Linked DNA regions of Mus musculus: region 2 is linked to region 1. Evidence: chromatin contacts called from public Hi-C data. All regions are on one chromosome and are shown on one strand. Each heading gives the region's core, a stretch centred on a gene start, on an enhancer-like site or on the middle of the called end of the contact. The rest is flanking DNA. Distances are from core to core; before and after follow the strand shown. Region 1 holds the start of Gxylt1 (glucoside xylosyltransferase 1). Region 2 has its middle 19 kb from the start of Zcrb1.

Region 1 (3,041 bases), core at 452-2,951:
TTTAATTGTTTACATGTATTTAGGTGCATGTGCAGGTTAAGTGTGTTCAAGTATATCTTGTGTGCATTTTAAGTGGATTTTTAAGTGTTTAAGTCTCAGTTTTGGCTCTGGATTCGCTTACTCCAATCTCTCATCTCTGTCCCAGCCTTCACTCCAACCAGACTCGCTCTCTAACATGCAAATGTGATCATCTTCCTTCCTTCCTTAAAAACCTTCAAGCAGATCAAGTTCAAACTTCCAAGAGTTTCCAAGAGTAACTGCTATCCCTCTCTGCAGTCTTAACCACTCCCCGAGTCCTTTCTTGCGGACTCATCCTGGCATCGCGCTTCTCAGTCTCCTGAATACGAGAGCCGCTTTCATTGCTCGCTCAGTCTAGAATTCCTTCTCTTAAGAGGGCCACCCTCGCTCAGGAATACTCTGCTATACTAACTGGAAGGTACAAGCGACTCACTTTGGGGCGTGTCCACACCCGGTGGCTATCCTGTCTTTGTACAACAGCCTTCTTCAAAAGGGAATAAGAGCTTTTGCACCAGATGTGAATGGCGTGTGTATTGCCTGGGAACATGGATTCGGGTTGGGTGGAATAACACGTTCCAATACAGAATAAAGTCAGAAGTTAAGGCAGTTTCCAGATACCGGTTGGACCATCAGATTGATTATAGCAAACAGGAAAAACTGACAGGTGTCAGATCTCATCTAATGACATTTTAAGCTTTCAGAATGGTGGAAACCATTGATTCGATGAGGTTGCTTTAAAGGTTTTGAGCCAAAAGTATGTTGGGTATGACACGATTGGTCAACGAAAGCCTATTAAGGGACTAAGAATAATCATAGAGTTTAAGCTTTGTTAAATCGTCCACAGGTCTCCCGTACCAAAGTCCCCGAGCTGCACATTCTCAATATCTGCCTTCCTCCCCGTCCCTAGGTCCCTACGAGGCTTCAGCGTGACCCAGCTCAAGGCGTGGAGTGTGGCGGGAAGGAAGGGAGGCCGGGTTTGGAGAGGACCAGTTTTGCTTTGGGTATGCAAATGATTTGTCAGCAACGTCTAATAAGGCTGCCTTCCCAGCCTTGTGTGGATGGGCAAGCAAAGCACCATTGCACTACCGCCGCCTTACGACATCCCACGAAGCACAGATGTTTTAGACCCGACGCTGAGGTCCGTGAGGAGCAGGATGGGTCGAGGAAGAGTTAGCAAGTGCGGTAACCACGGTTTCTTTTTAGTCAACGCAGCGATGCCTGAGAATTCAAGTTGCCCAGCGCCACAAACTGCGCAAAGAAAAATCGCAGATTTAGGGCAAGGGCCTACAGCCCTGCTTCTTTCGCTACACTTGTCCACAGCTCAGAGCCGGGCAATCTGTAAAGAGGAACCAGCATCCATCTCAAGGCTCGGCGTGAAGGCCGGGAGAGCGCCAGCGCTCAGCTCCGCTTCCGGGTGCGCTGCGGAGGCGGAGCCTTGGCCGGGCGTTGGGGCGTGGCCCGGAGGCGGGACAATACCAGGCAGGGGCTGTGGTTTGAAACAGAGGCGGGGCCTGCGCCGGATGTGGGAGGGGCTGTGAGCGGGGCGGGGCATGGCAGGGCTAGGGGCGTGTCGTGTGGGGTGCTGGGCTTGGGCGGCATGGGACCGAGTGGGACCTGGCGGGGATTCGGGCGGAGGGGCGGAGCGGGGAGGGGCGGGAACCAGGCTGGTCACGCTGCGGCTGCGCGTTGCGATTCTTCGTAGTTCGCCCGGGCGGGCGCGGCGGCGGCGGCGGTGACGGCGGTGACGGCGGCAGCGGCGGTGGCGGCAGCGCGGGCCGGGATGCGGCGCTACCTGCGGGTCGTAGGGCTGTGCCTGGCCTGCGGCTTCTGCTCGCTGCTGTACGCCTTCAGCCAGCTCGCGGTGTCCTTGGAGGAAGGAGCTGCCGGGGGCCGCAGGCCGCAGGCCGCGGTAGTTTCCTGGCTGGCGGACGGTGGACGCGGCACGGGGAGAGGCGCGGGCAGCGCGGGCCCGGGCCGGACGGGCAGGTATGAGCCGCATTGCCGGGAGTGGAGGTCTGGGAGGGCCGGACGCGCCGCTCCATCACCGAGCACTGGCTGGCTGGCTTCAGATTCAGTGTTAGACCAGTTAGAAATTGAATCGCTTTGCAACTTTCTGAAAGGTTCGTTGGAAGTAAGTGGTGTCCCACAAAATCCTAATTACACTGCGGCTAGTGGGATTCCCTCCTGTTTCCATGGAGTCGAAGCTGAGTAATTTGAGAATCAGGCTGGCGCCCTAGTTGAGCCCTCCACCTCCCAGGTGTCTAAATTTTCCGCCTAAATCTTAGCTTTTTATCAGTAGCCGTAGCTAAAGAAATCTGGATGTGGCATAAAGCGAGCTGTGAATTTTTATTTTGAAAATATTCGTTTTTTTGGAAACGTAAAGGAAGTTCAGAAACATGAGTGATACTTAATATGCTTATATCTATGGGAGGAGTAAGGTATGAAGAAATCACTTTAAAAAAAAAGAAATGAATATTTATAACACAGCATAATGAGTTGGTGGATTTGCATAAGTCACTGCCACGGTTAGAATCATGAAATTTAAATGGAAAACTGTTTGGGCAGTTTACTTAATTCGCACTGCCTCCTTGGTGGATTCCTGTGTTTGGGCAGTTCTGAGACCAACTAATTGGAGAGTGGAAGACAGGAATTGTAAAAAGAGTACATCCACTTTGAGCTGTTGTCTATGTAGCATCTGAGAGTTGATGGTCTTTTCCAGCGGGAAGCGGGTAAAAGAGAAGCTAGCATGGAGATAGTGAGCTCTTGGTTTATGGTTTGATTGTAGTCAGAGAAATGTGGGGTATAGGTGTGCTCTCAGGTTCCACTGCCTACAACCTACACCCCCAGACCCCCAGTAGGATTTGCCGAGGAGAGCGGAGGCAGGAGGACCATGAGTTCGAGGCCAGCCTGGGCTACACATTTAAAAGCCTGGCGGTGGTGGTGCATGTCTTTAATTTCAGCACTCGGGAAGCAGAAATAGGCAGATCTCTGAGTTCGAGGCCAGCCTGGTCCGCAGAGCAATG
Region 2 (3,096 bases), core at 52-2,551, 100 kb before region 1:
ACCCAGTTAAACGTCTTCCTTTAGGAGAGTTGCCATCGTCATGGTGTCTCTTCACTGCAGTAGAAACCCTAAGACGTGTGTGTGTGTGTGTGTGTGTGTGTGTGTGTGTGTGTGTTCAGCAATACGTAGACATAGAGAGAGCATAATTCTGCATTTAAATTATTTATGGGACCACCACAGTCAACAGTCAAGAGTCCTCATACGGACACAAGATAATGGATATGATCAGATGTTAACTCTGTACGTGGGACCTGAGCTCTGGGACTCAAGGCAACTCCAAGGAAACCATTTATATCTGGAAAGAAAACTTCTTTGACTCCAGCGATGGGGACTGAAGCAGTCATTTATGTCACTGGGTCTTACAGGTCTGTCTACTGTGTGTGTCCAATATGTCACCTGGTCTTACGGGTCTGTCTACTGCATGTGTCCGATGAATGGGGAGCAGCCTGAGCAGACGAATTTCCCCGAGGGCGAATTTCTCTTCAGAATAAGACACTTGGGGGAGGAGGTTGCTGCTAATGCGGACTTGAATTAACTCTTAAAGTGTTAATAGTTTTAATAGTTTATCCCTGTGTGATTCTTCTTCCGGAAGCATACAGTCAGACTCTAGGACGGACCTTACTTTCTGAGTGCCTCTCTTACTGTTAACTCTCATGCTTAAAGCTGATAGAAAATACTTTTTAGTAACTGGGGAATGGAGGTACACATTTGAGAGTTAATCTCTGTGAGTTAAATCCCAGACTGGTCTACACTGTGCGTTCCAGGTCAACCAGGACTACACAGTGAGAGCTCAGTATATTATTGGATTTTAAAAACAAGCAAACAACAAGAACAACAAAAACACCCAAGCAAACAAACAAAACAAAAACAACACTCTCGATGGGCATGGTGGCGCACGCCTTTAATCCCAGCACTCTAGAGGCAGAGGCAGGCAGATTTCTGAGTACGAGGCCAGCCTGGTCTACAAAGTGAGCTCCAGGACAGCTAGGGATATACAGAGAAACCCTGTCTTGAAAAACCAAAAGCCAAAAACCAAAAACCAAAAACCAAAACCAAAACCAAAACCAAAACAAAACACACTCTCAACTCTGCTCCATACTGGCTGGTCCTGGAATTCTTTTCTGCATCAAAGCCACGGTCCAGTGTTATCTGAGTTGGGGTCCCCATGAGATAAGAGAACCCAGACTAGGGCTGGGGAGATGGCTCAGAAGTTAAGAGCATTGTCTGCTCTTCCAGAGGTGCTGAGTTCAATTCCTTGCAATCACATGGCCGCTCACACAGCCATCTATAATGAGATCTGGCGCCCTCTTCTGGCCTACATGTGTACATGCAGGAAGAATGCTGTATACATGAGAGAGAGAGAGAGAGAGAGAGAGAGAGAGAGAGAGAGAGAGAGAGAGAGAGAGAGAGAGAGAGAGAGCTGACAGCTGACATCTTTTGGGGCTCATCCCTTAGAAGCATTGTTGCCTCAGGAGTCTCTCACAGACAAGACTATATATACTTTTGAACCATTAAGTAATTTAAAAGTTCCCTTTAACCAACAACAATAAAAAAGGCATTTTCTTTTCTTTCTTTCTTTCTGTTTGTTTGTTTGTTTGTTTGTTTTTGGTGCTGGGATTAAAGGTGTGTGCCACCACTGCCCGGCTCTAGGATCTCATTTTTTAAAATTCCGAAGTTAAAATGATGAAGGATGCCATCATACAAAACCAGATGGCCACTGATATACTAACAGCATAAGGAGGATCCTGTGCCATTGGGTTTTGTTTTTTTTTTTATCTTTATTTATTTATTTTATGTATATGAGCACATTGTAGCTGTCTTCAGACACACCAGAAGAGGGCATCAGATCCCATTATCAGCGGATAAGAGCACTGGCTGCTCTTCCAGAGGTCCTGAGTTCAATTCCCAGCAACCACATGGTGGCTCACAATCAACTGTAATGGGATCTGACGCCCTCTTCTGGTGTGTCTGAAATCAGCTACAGTGTACTTATGTACAATAATAAATCTCTGGGCTGGAGCAAGCAGGAACTGAGCAAGCGAAGTTGACCAGAGTGAGTGTATCGAGCAGAGGTCCTAAAAAAATTCAATTCCTAAGGCCAGCCTGGTCTGCAGAGTGAGTTCCAAGACAGTCAGGGCTACACAGAGAAACCCTGTCTCGAAAAACAAAAACAAAAACAAAACAAAAATTCAATTCCCAACGACCACATGAAGGCTCACAGCCATCTGTACAGCTACAGTGTACTCACATAAATAAATAAATAAATAAATAAATAAATAAATAAATCTTTTAAAATATTTGCGTGCAAATATGTATATTATGTGGATGAGAGTGCATGCGACATGCCACAGGGCGCAAATTGAAGTCAAAGGGTCAGTTCTCCTTGTTGTTCCAGGAAAGTTTATGAGCCCCTCCCCCCTAAAGACCACCAAGGAGCCAATTACGATGCAATCGCACTAGGGTCTCTTTATTCAAGCTCGAGCTTGGGCCACACCACCGTCCCTGATGCAGGAGAATGGGAGGAGGCCCTCAGTTTCAGGTAAGCATTTACAGAGGCAAGAAGAGGGTATCTAGACTGGCACACATCTGATTGGGGAAACATTACGGCCTTAAGCATAATTGGCTGGTGCTGGGAACCAGACCATAAACGTAACTTCTGTTCTCCTCCTGATTGGTGGTTGTTAGGAAGTGAAGTGACAGGGGCGGGCTTGTAACTTGGAGGTGCAGATTTGTTGGGGAATAACCTGGAAACTGGTGCTAGGTGCCAGTTTGTTAGTTAACTCAAGTTCAACCTTAGGTCTAGGATGGAGTCTGGACCTAAAAGGTTTGGTCTCCCATTCTCCCCTTTCACTGGTAACTAGAAAGCCCAACCATGGGGATCCCTGGAGCTGGAAGGCTTCGTTGTCTAGGTTTTGGAGAAACTGTTGGTGACTCTTTATAACCGTAAGCTGAATAGTCTCAAGTCTCTCTCGTGTTTAGTAAGGCCCTTTCGAACCTTGGCCATTTATCTTTTGGGTATCTCTGAGTGGCTTTGAGGGCTGTACTATTACTGTATGTATGTAGGCCCCTTCTGTTTTGCACTGTCTCTGCCATGGA

The links. A called contact is a pair of places that touch in the nucleus more often than the background predicts.
Region 2: a Hi-C map of the Ba/F3 cell line shows a contact between it and region 1, with 1.8 times the contacts expected there. The contact joins the enhancer-like site here to the promoter of Gxylt1 in region 1. A contact is called at or near these places in 5 of 39 promoter capture datasets (the 3T3-L1 cell line, the C10 cell line, hematopoietic stem and progenitor cells and 2 more), 11 of 484 Hi-C or Micro-C datasets (the Ba/F3 cell line, the G1E-ER4 cell line, bone marrow-derived macrophages and 6 more), 2 of 115 datasets of contacts at active chromatin or transcription factors (bone marrow-derived macrophages and craniofacial prominence) and 3 of 9 other capture datasets (adipose tissue, liver and pancreatic islet).

The regions. Positions count from the first base shown.
Region 1 is chr15:93,273,839-93,276,879 of GRCm38.p6, reverse strand. It overlaps Gxylt1 (glucoside xylosyltransferase 1), which reads left to right and starts at 1,701. Exons shown (of 7, transcript NM_001357006.1): 1 at 1,701-2,004. The coding sequence starts at 1,799.
Region 2 is chr15:93,377,611-93,380,706 of GRCm38.p6, reverse strand. No RefSeq gene overlaps it. Among named protein-coding and RNA genes, the nearest start is that of Zcrb1, 19 kb to the left of the region's middle. Within about 2 kb of position 1,301, at least 8 of the 459 cell types and tissues checked have an H3K27ac peak or open chromatin away from gene starts, as enhancers often do. A contact at or near this core is called in the Ba/F3 cell line, where this site is marked.